Regions from separate parts of the Rattus norvegicus genome. Here region 2 is linked to region 1. The links are chromatin contacts, called in public Hi-C maps. All regions are on one chromosome and are shown on one strand. Each heading gives the region's core, a stretch centred on a gene start, on an enhancer-like site or on the middle of the called end of the contact. The rest is flanking DNA. Distances are from core to core; before and after follow the strand shown.

Region 1 (7,692 bases), core at 3,787-6,286:
CCACGTAGGAGCTTAACTGACATTTTCAACTAGGTACCCACGCACCACAGTTTCCACGGCCTATGCCCATAGCACGTCAGCTGCACTTACAGCTCTTACAGTCAAGGATGCCCCCTAGACATTGTCCCCAGTGCCTGTGGTGACCTCAGAAGCAAATAGCAACACTGAATGCATTGGAACTGGAGTGTCAGAGCTCTTTCCAGACCCAGCATGGCATCTTATTCTGGGGGTCAACAATGGACCTAGACCTACATCCAGAAACCCATGCTCAGCCAGGCTTGGTGGCACACAGCTGTTGTCCCAGGATTTGGGAGCTAGAGACAGGAGGATCAGGAGTTCAGGTCTACTCTGAAGATACATGAGATCCCATTTCAATAAATAATAATAACAACAACAACCAACAACACACTCTGGGAAAGACAGCTCAGGGAGTATTGTGCAGGGGGAGGTTAAAAGGCAGTGGTGTTTAGTGTCTCAAAGCACACGCACATTTCTTTCTTGGTCACCTACTGTCTTAGGAACCACAGACGACTTGGATTACTCAGAAGCAATAACGACCTGCCCAGGCTGCCCTAGTACCCATTCCAGGTGATCAGAATCCATCAATGTTCTGGGTTCTTGATAATTGTTTTGGGTCTCTACCCCTGAACTGAGCAGTACATCCTTGAATCTTCACCATGATCCTCCAGCCTACATGGTTCTTCCTCTAACTGGGGGCAAACTGAGGCTAGGCCTGGCTAGGATGTGACAAGGTCTGACTCCTTCCAGACTTGTGGGCACCATTTGATGATCATACTTGCAGAGGGATGGAGACAGAATGCTGGTCGGCGAATCCGTTAATTAGGGTTTTATTTGTGGCTGGACCGTGGGAGCTGGTCTTGTCCCTGCTCTAAGACAACTTGACTTTCTAACCATTTGGTAGACATCTAGGAGAGTTAATTGTGCGTCTTCCCTCACAGCAGTTCCTGTGCAGTCCCTCACACGGCCCCTTTTTCGGATGGGCAGGCGCCACCTTGGGCTCAGACGAATGCTACCAACTATCAACCGACAGATGATCGTCAGGGGCAGTGTACTCGCTCGTGAATTTGCTTGGCGGATTTAGGCGAGGCCATCCTGATGCTTTCCCGCCATGATCTCACTTGCCCTTCCCCCTGCAACCTCGGAGGTGGGCAGATGTGCCAGCCACAGTCAGCCAGCAACGGCTTAGGGGTCAGGCCTTCAACAGTTGCTAAGTGACTGCTGAGTCTGAGCACTGTGACATCACTATGAAGTCACCCACCTCTTATTCTCTCTCCACTTGCTTGGATTTATTGCTTACGGCCGAGGATAAATGAACAAAAGAGGGTCCGGAGTTAGGAAGACACGCAGTTTTTCAAATTCCTTGCTGGAGAACAACTGCACAGTCCCCTCTTGTACCTCACTCGTGTCCTTCATACCTGGCTGGCTATAGACAGACTCAAACACAGCCTCTTGCTAAATAAAGCTTCAAAGTGTGTGTGTGTGTGTATGTGTGTGTGTGTGTGTGTGTCATACACTCATACACATACACATATACACACACGAGCATCTTTTAACTACTGTAAGAAAGTACACAGGCCATGGAAAATATTTAACCTATTTTTAAAGGTGCCGAGGAAGAGTGTTTTGGCCTTGCCTGCACAGTTTGCAGAGTCATTCCTGCCCACTGGGGAACAGCACAGAGAATTCTAGAGCTAATGGGGCTCTGCTCTCCGGATTAGGAGACTGAGCCCAGGACAGCCAGTGCCTGAGAACTCGGAGGAGCGTGGGGACAGGCTGTTTCCAGAGCTGTCTCCATCCTCCCAGGCCTGCAGTACTCTGCAATGTCTCCAGGATACCGGCTGCTCACATCCCCCAGCAGCCCAGAGGTTTTGTTGTTTTGTTTTGTTTTTTGTTTGTTTGTTTTTTAATCTTCATTTTCTTGAAGTGTTTTGCATTGATTTCCATCGGGTAGGGAGATGATGGAGCCCAGGGGCTTTGATCCTGTTCTCATATCCTAAACACTGTAGGGAATGGGGACAGGGGCAGCCGTGTCCCCAGGTTGAGGGAAGGAGAGACAGGCTGTAGAGCCTCTGGCTTCCACTGGGTGCCTCCCCATGGAATTTGGGACTCATGGGGGGTCTAGATTCAAGAGAACTGAAAGGAGTGGGCTCTTATTCTGCAGGGCTCCCTGTGAGCCCCCAGTGTGGGGCAGGATACAACTTGCAACGTGGGGGTTAGAGACAGACTAGGTTAGTGTCAAGATTGGGGTGGGTGTCTAATGATCATGGGCGAGGTCTGCTTTGAGTTCTGGGGACCTGATGAGAGCAGGATTTACTCTGAGGTTCCCATGGGAGGAAGTCTTGCTGTGTGGTTGGGGGGGGGGGTCCTGGTTTCAGAGGAATCTGGAGCAGTATTTGGGGGTCTTTGGATGGGCTTGTTTAGGCAGCTCTGGTTGGTAAGCAACTGAGAGGAATCGGACAGCTCTCCTTTGAGATTTAAGGTCTTGCTAGTGATAGAGTCTGCTCTAAATTTGGGGTTCTGATATGATAAGTTTGGCTAACTGATCTGTATTGAGTTCTGGGGTCCTCATGAATCAGGGTTGGTTTGAACCTTCATTCCCTCACAGGGACAACTGATGCCAGCTTTGAGGGACTCATGAACACAAGATTTTCTTGGGAGTGGGAAACCAGAGCGAGCGAGCCTGGCTTCAACTTTCAGGGGGTTCTCCTGTGGGCTTGACTCATTTAATCCTTGGAACCTTGATGAGGATGCTTGGCTTGTACTGGGGTCTTGCTGTGTTCATGGGAGAGCTTGAGGGCTGGCTTTCAGAGGTAGGCAGGGTTGGGTTTGGATGTGGGGGTCCAGCTGTGGGCAAGGTCCATTTTAGGACCTAGCATCCTTATGTGGATTGGGGTTTGGCAGTACGGATGAGTGGTGATAGCTGGGAGGAAGGGTGTCTCAGAGTTGGGGACATAGGCTCTCTGTTGATGCTTGTGATTGTGGGCGGAGTCTGCTCTGGGACTTAGGGTGCTGGTGTGGCCAGGGGCAGTTAGAGGATGTGGGGATCAAGCAGCAGTGTATGAACACACTGTGGGACCCTGAGGTGGGCAGGGTTCGTCTGAGCTTCAGCACCCTTCTGTGGAAACAGCTATGGAGAATGACTGGTCCTGGTGGCTAGCCTGGGGACTTGGGGCTCAGATTTGGTCAGGCTTGTTTTGATTTGGGGTCCTAAGGTAGGTAAGGTTTGGAGTTTCAGTGTCCTCTCATGTAAATGCAGTTGCTGGAGTATTTGGGGGTTCTGGGGTGGTGATAGCTAGTCTGGAGACTTGGGGTTCAGTCTTGGGGGGTACCGAAGTGGAAAGTATTTGGTTTGCTTTTGATATCCTCATGAGTACGTTGGTGGAGTACTTGGGTCCTGAGAGAGTGGTGGCTAACCTAGATACTTGAGGTTCAAGCCTGGGTTCAGGTTTGTTCTGGGCTTGGGGGGTTCCAGGATGAGCAAGGTTCATTTTGAGTTTTAGTATCTCTGTATGCACAGTTAGAGTTTGGGGAGCTGCAGTAGTAGTTAGCCTGAGAGTTTTGGGGGTTTAGCCTTGAGTAGGTGTGCTCTGGACTTGGGGGTTGTAGGACTGGCAGGTTTTATTTGAACTTTAGCACCCGTGGAAGAATGTATACTTGGTCTGAGTTGGGGCGGGGGTGTCTTGTGGTAGTGGTTAGTGTGCGAGGGAGATCTGGACATTCCGATGTTCTGGGTTTGGGGTTCCAGAAGGGGATGTTTGATCTGAGTTTTAGCATCTCTATGTAGACACAGTTGATGGAAGTTTGAGGTCATGCTTGGTCTGGATTTGGGGCTTCCTAAGATGGGCAGGATTTTTTTTAGTATCTTGAGTGGCCAGTGGGGACAGAGGACTTGGGTTCCTGAGGCAGTGGTCATTAGCCTAGAGACTAAGTCAGTCTTGGCTAACTTTGTCCTGGGTCTTGAGGGTCCCAGGTCTAGGTGGCTTCTTCTGTGTTTGTGCAGCTATGTATGGACACAGTCGACTGAGTTTTAGGGTTAGGGTTCTGAGCTGGTTATTTTCAGCTTGGAGATTTGGGGGTTCAATCTTAGGCAGATGTCCTCTGCCTTTGAGGATCTGACCCAGCAGATTTTGTCCCAGCTTTTGAAATGCTGGCTAGAGAACTTGGTGTTCACCTCTTAGGATTTTTTTTGGATCCAAGTTCTCATGGAGGGAAAGGCCTGTCCTTGATTTGGTGGTGGTGGTGGGGTCTACTGAGGCCTTGTTTTCTTTCAAGTGTGCAGTCTTAGGTAGACATGGCTGTCTTAGGGGCTTGGGTTCCCTTCTGAAGACAAGAGGCTGCCCCGAAGGTCTTGTGGTTTTGAGATTTGAGGTTCTGAGTAGCCTGTACTTGCTCAAGATTGGAAGACTGCAGCCTGGGACAGACACAATGTGTGCGAGCCAGGTTCACCTTTATGTTTGGGGTTTAATAAGACACCCACCCACCCATATGTTTGAACTCAGGAGTCCTTGAGTAGCCAGTGCTCCAAGGGGCCTTTCTAGATGGGCTTCAAGGTGGTTGGGGTTGACTTGGTCACCTTGGGTTCTCTGGTAGTTAAGTGTCTTGGGGACCCAAGGGCAGGAGTGGGCCGGGGGCCTTGCGTGGGAGGAGGTCATGGGGTATGGGAAGGGGTCGGGCAGGGGCCACCTTGGTCCAGGAAATGCAGCCGCTGCAGGTTGAAGGGGATGCCGACCATCAGGTCTAGCTCTTCTTTGAGCTCCCGCACCGTCATGTCACTGCGGCAGTTGGCCACGCGGAACAGCTCTCCAGTCTCCTCAAGCCTCACCCGCAGGACATAGACGTCAGGGGTCAAGTCTGGCGACGCGGTGGAGGCGAGCGGGTCCCCTGTGTGCCCCTTAATCCGCGCGCGGGCCCGGCTGGAGGGCTGAGCGGGGCGCGCGCCCGCCTTGGGGTCATCCCCATGCTTCTTTGGCGGACGCGCGCCCGCCCTCGCCATGTCTACCGCCCTCCGCATGGCCCGCGTCATCCCGCGCGTCATCGCCGCCCCCGCCTGGGGCCCCCCGGGACGGGAGAGGGGCGCCCACGCTTCCGGAGACGGCCCCCACCCACCCTCCTACGCGGCCCTCGCGCGCTTCCTAGGCCTATGGGGAGCCTGTCTGTTTAGAGCAGTCTGCATGATTAGGGAGAAACGCTGGGCCCAGTTTCTAAGGCTTGCCGCCATCCAAGCTGACCTGGGCCACGCTGGAACAGGCAGAGGATTGCGTGGAAATGACATCAAACCCGTGGGCCCTGACGTTCCATCCTCGGAGGGAGAAAAGTATGGAGAACACCTGATGGGAAGGCTAGGCTTGAACCTTTTCAGGGGGAGCTCACACCGCAGGGTTGGGAGGGTGGAGGCCCTTAAACATCAGACCCTAAGCAAGGTCTTTAGGGGCTGAAGGAAGCACCTCAGAAGGGGCAGGGAGCCAGAAAGCCCTTTGAAAACTCTTGTTGTTACCAAGAACTAAGAGATGCTTGAAAAACACATTTAGTGTTAGCAGTTTCTTACAAAAATTTGGACTGAGGCACGGTGGTCCAGACCATCCGCACACTTGGGGGCAGAGCACATGCCGGTCAAGGTGATCTAAAGGGCGGGGGGCGTGGTTTAATCAGAGAGGCTCATTCTCAATGATGGATAATTATAATGTGCACGGTAAACAGGTTGGGCTTTTATCGGGTCTTATAGTCTTTCCCGGGCAGTGCTGAGTATTGATCCCAAAGCTTCACTCAGAAGTTTGCTGGCTGGCTAGCCAGTCTTGATAGGAGTCTGGTCTTGTCCAAACTGGTCAATTTAATTTCAGTTCCTACATTCTACCTCAGAACACTAAATATTTATTTTTATTTCATATTTATTATTTTTGTTTTTTGATAGCTTTCTCTGTGTAGCCCTGGGTCTCCTGGAATTCGCTCTCTAGACCAGGTTGACCTCAAGATCAGAATCTGCCTGCCTCCTCTTCCCTTGAAGGCCTGTGTCACCGCTGCCTGGCTCTTCTGCTTTTCATTATAGAAGATTATGCTCTGTAAAGAACCCAAGATTCTAGCTGGATAATTTTCCTTACTTTTAGACCAACAAATTTTAATATGGTGTCCATTCCCTGAGCTTAAATAAAGGCTTGTTTGCTGTGCAAGCCTTCTACCCCATGTACTTACCATAGACACACAGTAAACACAGAGTGGGCCAGTGTTTGTTTTTGTCTTTAATCATTTGTCTCTAACTCTAATGAATTAATCTGTGCTAACATAGCCCATCTGTTGTCTGTGTGTGGTATTTGAGTTCTTTACATATGCCCCACTCTCTTTAGCACAGCATAGACGCCTGCCTTTCTTTCCTTTTAAATAACAAGATCAATAGTATTTGGGGACCTGCAGGGGCGTCCTGTATGACAGGAAATTCAATATGTGGCTTTACAATTTATTTATTTATTTATTTTTTGGTTCTTTTTTTCGGAGCTGGGGACTGAACCCAGGGCCTTGCGCTTCCTAGGCAAGCGCTCTGCCACTGAGCCAAATCCCCAACCCCATACAATTTTTAAAAAGAGGCACTTGTGTCCCATGGGCTACCCGCTACTGTGCCTTGTTAAAACCAGAACACAAAACAGGGACAGACATGGGTACAGAACCATAGTCCAATGTTTACAGAACACAGGATTATCAATTAATGAAAATGTTTAAAAACTATACGAGCACCTTTTGTTCATCTGAGATTCAAAACTAGGAAATTAGGTTCTGTGTGCTTAAGCCAATGTAAAGAGTCAATGGTTTATAGAAAGTTATGGTTAAAGTATGGTTTCTTCTCTTCTTCCTTTTCCTTTTCTTTTTTTTCCTTTTTTCTTTTCTTTTTTCTTCTTTGGGAGTCTGAAGTGTAACCAGTATCCATGTATCCCAGCCATCAGTCCCTCCCCCAACCCCCAGGCCTTGGCCATGTCCACATTAAACAACCTTCTGACACTAGCTACTGTCAAAGACCAACACACATTTTCACAGTTTCTGAAGTGGGGAAGGGTGAGGGCTGGAGAAGATACTGCAAGCATAGCAGTTGATAAAGTGCAGTATCGAGAGGTGCTACACAACAGAGGGGTAACAGTTCTTTACTAGGCCGCTGTCACAAGGACACTTCAAAAGTCCGTAAGATGAGTGGAGTCAGCAGCAATCCAAAGCAGAACAAGATTTCACGTGACATGTTTACTCCTGCAGAGCTGATGTTACATCCATAGCTCTTCCTGTCAAGTTAGTTACATACGTACAGTACTTCAGCTGGAGACCAAACACAGTGCCATGAACTCCATTTTCTGGGAGAGGATTAGGGCACGAAGCCCAGAGAATACTTACAAGCTTCTACTAAATTACTTTATTGGCGAGCGGAGCTGTATTTATGCTCCATTTTCTTGAACAGCGTTTTGTTAAGTAGCTCGTACAGGCCTAGAATTCTCTATCTTAGGTTTGAACTTTTGATCTCCCTGCTTCAGCCTTCCAGGTCCCGGAAGCTCCTGTACTAGGCTCTAAGGGGAGATTTTCTATAACGAGTCTTTCCTAAAAAACAAACTGCTGGCGACAGCTGATGATGAGGAAGCCCGAGCGCCATTGGTACCTGGATCCACAACAACCTCTCTACAAACTGCCACTGACCGGGTCTGG
Region 2 (7,692 bases), core at 2,154-4,653, 480 kb after region 1:
TGTGAGCATCAATCTAGGTGACAGAATACAGCTGCTGTTTTCTGGGTTCGCCTGTCCTTTCAGATCTGCGCAAGGGAGCCATTCCATAGGAGTATGGATCTTAGGAATGTTTGTTGCTCATCTGGGTGAGAGAACGGCCACCTGCCCTTTTTAAAAGGTCAAAACTCAGTGGTGTCCACTGGGACGAGCTGAACTCCCTTCCTATGAAGGAACATTACAGGCACATCTGGATTCCCAAACCATTAAACAAGAATCCTCGACATGTGCTTGGATGGCGTTCAGTTCCCATCACTATGCCTTCCTCTTTGGGAGCGTGGAACCCACCCGGTGCTTTCAGACTGCTGCAGAAACAGACTCACATTATGCTCACAGGGTTGAGCTGGGATTAAGGGCTTTCCCAGCTGCATCTCCTCTACATTTCTTTCCCAAAGGCTGTGTGAATCTCACGGAGCTGTGAACCCATCTTGTCAAGCCAACTAGCCTGTTCTTAAGAGCCTGCTCCTGCTGGCTGCCTGGCTTCACGGTGACAGTCTAAGTTTACGGCCCCCTTCGGGCACTGACTAGAATGATGAGTAGACACTGGAACACTTGTTCCCCAAAGGGACTTCTTGGACCCACTGGCAAAACATTAGAGAGTGGGTCTGAAGCCCAAGAAACAAGACACCAAGGCTCTATAAGCTTAGGGAGTACTGCAGAATCCTACCCCGGGCCAAGAGTGAGTCACAGTGAAAGCTTTTAAAATATAAAACCATCAACCTAGATTTCAGTTTCAGGGTAACACATAGTTGGCTATGAGGGAATGCTTAAAAAAACCAAACCAAACCAAACCAAACCAAAACCAAACCAAACCAAACCAAACCAAACCAAACCAAACCAAACCAAACCAAACCAAACAAACAAACAATAAAACTGAAGCTACTTGACAGAAAAATAAAACAGCTAAGAACACTGGAATATAATGATTTACTCCCTCCCCCGCTCTGTAATGTGAGTCAGAGCCTACATGGACATGACCACAGGTAAACAGATATGCCTTCTCCCCAGCTCTTAGTACTAGTTCATGCCCAGAACCTGTGCTTCCATGGGGCTAGGGCTCAGCTGCTCCAGGCTGTCTTCCTGCTCCAGTGCTCAGCTCCTGGATTTTTCATCTCCCTGTTCCTGGGCTCTGAAGTTGCTTGAGGTGCCTGTTTTGAGAATAAGAGGATTCTTGTTCTATTATTCATATGTGAGAACACTGTTCATTTCTCTCAAAGAGATACAAGCTTGGTTGGTTTCCTAAATGTCCAACAATAAATATTTAAGATTCACCAGGAAGGGTCGTCATCATGGGCTGGAACACAACACCAGGAATAACTCTGCTAAGCTTCCTGAATGCAGAAAATGAATAAATTACCATTCTATATAATATTTGTCTGAGATCTAACATCAAATACAAAGTGCTTGTATTTTATCTGCACAGTAACCCTAGGGAGGTGGACGGGCCACAGATTGCAAAGATTATGTAAACTGGACTTGCAGGCGTGTTTAAAATATATACATTAGAAGGCTCGAAAGGCTTTAGAGATGCTGGAGGGAGGTCAGAGCATTTGGGAACTTAAATCTCGGGTCTCCAATATTCGTGGACATATTTAAAAACCATTTATTCGGAGCTTGTTACAAGCCAGATGAGATGGCAGTGGGTACAAAGATGACTAAAACACAGCCGTCCAGCGTAGGAGGGAGATCAGGTTCTAGCCAGAAGTAAACAAGCCCCTGCTTTGCAGGGGAGGGGCGGCGATGTGTGCTCTCGAGAATGGAGAACAGGCCCACAGCTCTAATCCAATGTTCCTGCGGGAGACCGGCTCGGCGGTTGTTTACTAACGCCGCCGTATGCACAGAAAGGAGAAGGAGGGGGAGGAGGAGGAGGGGGCTTTGCCACGTGACTGGGGTCAGCTCTCACCAGCAGGGTGGGCTGCCGGAACTCTTCCCTCGCTACACAAATATCCCCGGGGGTCTGCACACAGGGTTCCTCTCATTTCGCTCCATGAGATAAACCCCGGGCCTGTGGAGCAGCCGAGTGCATGGTTCTATGGCCCCGGCGGGGTCTGGGCTGCCTGTCGCGCCTATAGCAACCCCCGCAGATCGTCGACTGCTGCGGGGGACTGAGCGCCATGGCGTTGAAAGCCCGTCCCAACCAACGGTCCTCGCTATCAGCTCGCCCCCCTGCTGCTCTCCGGGGCCTAGATTCCTCCCTGCATTCATTGTGTTATGTGCCTCAAAGATACTTTTCACACAAATACTTAGTTGCACACAAATACTTAGTTGCACACGAATACTTAGTTGCACAGGAATGTATTGACAAGCACCCTTAAGAGGAAAATCACCCAGGGCTCTGGATCCTGACCCTACGCGGCTCCCACGCCTGCGTCGTGGCACCCGGGAGACCTCAACTGTGGCCAAGATGTTCCCAATCAGACCCCAAAGCTGAGGCCAAGATTGAGGGCAAGGCACCCCATAAACTCATGCTGCAGATATGGGTCTGTCATCGATGTTTGCCCGTGACCCCGGCCTCCTGAGCTAAGGATGTTCTAAGGATGCAGCAGCTACAGCCCTGGGGGCCCCTGGGAACCCCCCCCCCCCAGCCAGGTAGCAGCCATCGGTTGAGTGGCTCCAGGGACCCGGGAGGCAACCAGAAGCCTCAGCTCGACGAAACGTGGGCATAGCCAAAACACAAAATTCTTTTGTCGGGAGTGGGACCGAGGGAGTGCCTTTAAGTTTAGGGACCTTTACCACTTGTCCTGCACAACACTGTAGTGCCCAAGTGTGGGTACCTGACCACTCTTGATTGCCCACAGCGAGGCCTAACGCCCAAGCTTTTTCTGTCATTACTTTTTTTCCTGGCCTGGTTGTTTTTCGGATACTTTTTTGTTTTTTTTCACAGTTAAAAAAAAAAAAAATGAGAGAGAGAGAGAGAAAGAGAGCCATCTCAGCAGCGCCAGTCGCCTGCAGTGGAGCGTGCCTGGCCTGCAGAGGCAGCCGTCTTCCACTTTTTTATTCCCGCCCCCGCTCAGGACTAGGCTCTACAAGAGCCACATTTCTGCCTGCCTGACAATTCTTCTAGAAGTTCACAATTGCCTGGACTCCAGTGGTGGTTTTCGGCTCTAGGGCCAAGTTTTTGAAGCCTTTTTCGGGCCAGGACGCCTGCCCTAAAGCCTCAACACACTTAGGAAAAGGGGAACAGGACACCCCGGGAAATACCCCAGAGAGGGCGGAGCGCTCCCATCCCCGGGGCAGGGCAATAAGGGAGCTCCCGCTCCCGGAACGTTGCAAGTAAACTCATGAATGTCGCAGGGGGGCACCCGCGAGGGACGGACAGGAAGAGGGCTGGGGAACGCTAGAGCCCGGGACCACAGCACGGAAGCCGGCTTGGGCAGGGTTGCAGCCAGATCCCGGGATGGAGGGTTGCCGGTGAAGAGGATTGAAGAGGAGTGAGGAGGCCGGGGAGGCAGGCCGTGAGGTCCTTATTGAAGGCCTACAGCCTGCTGGCAGTGGAGAACCAGGCCACCCAGGAAAGAAAGGGGTTAGGTCGACCTGAGCCATAATAGACTCAGTCGCCATATGGGAGCTGTAGACGCTTTTTGTAGTCCTGGGCTGGCCTGTTTGAAGCAGGCCTTTTGTGAGGAGAGTTAACCCAAACTCCCAAGTTAGAGCCACATGCCAGACACATTAGGGTTAGGGCGCCAGCACCTTTGGGGAGGTCTTAGGAAATGAGTGGGTAGGGGTCTTTTCCATCCCCTAGCCGGATTGGCGCGTTAGACGCTTGTAGATCCAAGGTTGGATTGGGGAGGGGTCTCCAGGACGTTAGATTTCTACGCAAGGATTGGGGGAATTCAAGTGCTTTGAGATCTGAGCCAGGCCTTGGGTAGGGGGAGTCAGACAATTGGAAAGCCTAGGTGGTTATTTGGGGAGGGGTCTTTGCGCTTTGGTGGAGCGCAAAATTGTGCCTTAAAAGCCTAAGGCCTTGTCAAGAGAGGTTTCTATGCAAGAGTGGACCAGCTAGGCCAGACCAAGAGAAAGAAAGTGAAAAATCAGGACTATAAGGGGGTGGGGGACCCTGAGAGGGTGGTCACAAAGGGTGAGACATGGCCACCAGGCGTTTAACCGACGCTTTCTTGTTGTTGCGGAATAATTCCATCCAAAACCGGCAGCTGTTAGCCGAGCAAGTGAGTAGTCACACCACCTCCAGCCCTCTGCATTCACGTAGCATTGCTGCGGTGAGTCTCCTGGCGGCCTCTCCAGACACACACACCGTGTGCACTGCGGCTCTGCCTGTCTGTCTGTCTCTGTCTGTCTCTCTGTCTAAAAAGAAAGAAAAAAAGAACAACGACAACAACCACAAGGCGACGACGACCAGGAGTGATACTTAATTGGAAGGGTTCCTTGGCCAGGGGTCATGGGGCACCCAACAACCCCCAATGGGGACCACAGTATCAATCCCTGACCTACTTTACTTTAGCCTTCTCACTCCTTGGGCCTCCCAGCCCCCCTCCCCCACCATCCGTCGACTCTGCACGACGACAGCCTCGATTTACATATGCTTTAGCACGAGGACTTGGAACCTAGGCCTTGCTCCATCCTTCTTTTTGTTTTGTTTTGTTTTGTTTGTCCCTCCCCTCCTCCCCGCCCCCCTGCAATGGCCTCACTTTGGTTCTGTGGGCCAGGTGGTTGGTTAACTGACTCAAATCCTTGCAGAGCAACCCCCCCCCTGCACCCTCCCCCCAGGAAGGAGTTGTTCTGTGTGTGTATATGTGTGTGTGTATGTGTGTATGTGTTTTGCTCATTTTCTTTTTCACCATTTTTTCCCCAGTGGCCCCAGTCCTCGGTGTGGCCATGTACTCTAGGAGTAATTGCTTTGCTGTTTTTTTGTTGTTCTTTTTTTTTTTTTTTTTTCAACCCGAGGTCTCACGTTGGTGAGACTGCAAGGTGCTGGGAGCTTCGTTTTCCATTTCCCACACAGGAAATTAAGCGTTCCTCTCCATTCGAACTTTTTTTTTTTTTTTATAAGAACATGATGCGGATGTGAAAATTAGCCCCCCAAAATAGCACATGGCTTTTGATTTTATTGACTAGAACTTCACTTTTCGCCTAGCAGTGTAAGGTGTTGTTGTTGTTGTTCTTTTTCAAAGCAATGTTCCAGAAAGATTGCTGTATTTGGTTTGTTTTCGATGGAGGCTTTGGCTTCCAGAGCTTCAGTTTCCTGCTATCTCAGATAGGGGGCGGGTCTGAATAGTGCAGCCAGATGAATATTGTTAGCTTTGTAATAATACCTTTAATTGAAAAGGGAAGGTTTGAATGGAAGCGGCCTTGAAGCATGGGGGAGTGCATGGTCACCCCAAGACCTTAGGGGGCTGCATTTGAAATACAGTTCGTGAAACCCTGAAGCTTCCTCGCCTTTTAAACACTATATTACCTTTTAATTTTTTCCTTTTATCATTTATTGAAGTGCTAATGAAAAATTAAGCTGTGTGTCGTGACTGTCACTGTGTTGCCAAGACAGTTATCCCTTTTTAGGTCACCGTGGAAAATATTTTTGTCTATATTGTTCACAGAAAAGGGATTTTTAAGCCGTGCAGGCAATTTTAAAGATAAAAGGATACAGGATGTAAACTCCGGCCACAAGGCATAGAGAACTAGCCGGAGTGTGATGAGGCTTTGTTTACATTTGTGTTTGAGGGATTTCTACATTTGTAAGCCGAAAGGAATAATATTACACGGAAATAAGTAGGAGAAAAATGTCAGCACGGAAATGTGTTCATTCTAACGCGGTTTTTGAAAAGAGTCTCCAGAAATAAACTGAGAAATAGTGAATGAATGTAATCCATGGGTCTTTGGTTATGCTAGTGAGGATCCCCTGTTCTTACGACTTAATTTTATGCTACCCCGTGGGGAAAACAAAACAAAACAGCTAAGCCCACACTAGAGCTTCTGGGGTCTCCGTTTTAACTGATGAAAAAGATGTTTGTTTTTTAAAATTTAATTCTGTTAGGTTGAAGTATCCTGAACCTTTAGGTAACCTGAGAGAAAAATTTTGACGCTTAATTCAGGGAGTTTAAAAACACAGTATCTTGGACCGGCAGCTTTTCAACAATACATTACTGAGTCCAACTGCTTTTTTAAATATTTTCCTAAGTTAGATAATTTGAATGTATATCTGTATATCTATATCTATATATGTGGAATAAAATAAGTTTAAACTGCTTAGCTATAGTATATGGTTTGGAAAAGCAGGTAATGTCAAGAAATATACAGCTCTATTTAACAAATTCAGACAGTTTTTTGAAACTAATTTATAAATCCAGCTAAAATTCATGTTGAAGTCAAGAACATTAAAAATATTTTCATATGTCACACTACTGAAAATACTGCATGCTTTTATGAGCCTGTGCTTCTGGAATTTTTCTTCGATGACTAAAAAGGAAACTCCAGTTCGTGGAAATACCTATGTTCAGTTCAGCCTGCCCCCCCCCCCCCAAAAAAAAACAACCCAGCTTTCTTTCAGTCCAATAAAAATAGTTTGCCTGAGTTACAATTTAAAAAGCAAAACTACATTTTTATATTTCTACATTTTAATTGTTATTTAAAATACAGACAGCTGTAAATCTGTCTCTGACACCGTTGTTTTTCAATTTGTTCATGAGGTTTTTTTCACAAATTATTTCTGCACCCAAAATAGTCAAGAATATCAAGATATTAACAGAATAGAGATTATAATTTTTTATAACTGTTCTGGGAGTCAAAAAAGCATTACAGATATTTTATTAAAAAAAAGATATGCTTGAGACAATTTTTAAAAACTACAGCGTCATTCGTGCAGTGCTTCTAGCTCAGAGCAGATTTGAGAACCACGCTTTTTGACTTGTAAATTTCAAAATCATGTAGTAAATCAGGAGTTTATCGGTCAGCTTTGAATATGGACAAGATATTAGATGATATTAGATTATCCAACTAATTGTAATTAAAATTGTTAATTCTGCTAGATGTCTTTAAGTGCTCACTACTAAGGTAGCACTGATTTTAAATATTCTGCTCTCACAGACATAGGAAGCCGGAAAGCAGAGCTTTGCTGACTTAGACCCAGGCATGCAGTTTTTCCTCAGGGACCTGAACCCCTTTACTTTCTTATTGTATTTTAAGCAGATATTTCAGCATGGAGAAATCACAAATAGAAACTTTAAAAGTATGTACCTGTCTTAGTCAGTAAGACAAAGAGACAATTGTAACTGCATATTTAAACCTGGATAATTAAAAAGGAGGTAAGCAAACCAGAGAATTTAATTTTTAAAGATCATTACCTGGAAATCTACATTTCTAATTAGCAGGGCACACCGTAGACATTGCTTTTGGGGTGTGGCTTGTCTCGTGTGTAACCGATAGTAAATACCTAACATAACAGCTTTTGTTTAAAGATTGAACATGGGGCTTTTGTGTCCTTACATGAAAACAGTACTACAGAAGTGGATCGCAGAGCCGTGTGTGGATGTGCGTTTCTCACACAGTGCAAAACAAACCACAGTAGAAGCCTGAACGTTTAAAAGCATGAGTCCCATCTTTTTTTAAGTAGTTTGAAGAGAAAGCTCTAAGTTTGTTGGTGATGATTGCTGTAGGAGCTGTGCATGCAAAGTAGGTGCAGGTAGATGTGTCGCAAGTAAGGGT

Evidence for each region. A called contact is a pair of places that touch in the nucleus more often than the background predicts.
Region 2: a contact with region 1 is called in a Hi-C map of Schwann cells, with 4 times the contacts expected there. The contact joins the promoter of Stx16 here to the promoter of Ankrd60 in region 1. A contact is called at or near these places in 3 of 12 Hi-C or Micro-C datasets (the A7r5 cell line, Schwann cells and psoas muscle).

Annotation. Positions count from the first base shown.
Region 1 is chr3:182,788,816-182,796,507 of GRCr8, forward strand. It overlaps Ankrd60 (ankyrin repeat domain 60), which reads right to left and starts at 5,037. Exons shown (of 4, transcript XM_039106735.2): 1 at 4,705-5,037. The coding sequence starts at 5,032. LOC134486504 (a long non-coding RNA gene) reads left to right here and starts at 5,097. Exons shown (of 2, transcript XR_010065549.1): 1 at 5,097-5,335; 2 at 5,930-6,944.
Region 2 is chr3:183,268,668-183,276,359 of GRCr8, forward strand. It overlaps Stx16 (syntaxin 16), which reads left to right and starts at 3,404. Exons shown (of 9, transcript NM_001401893.1): 1 at 3,404-4,253. The coding sequence starts at 4,122.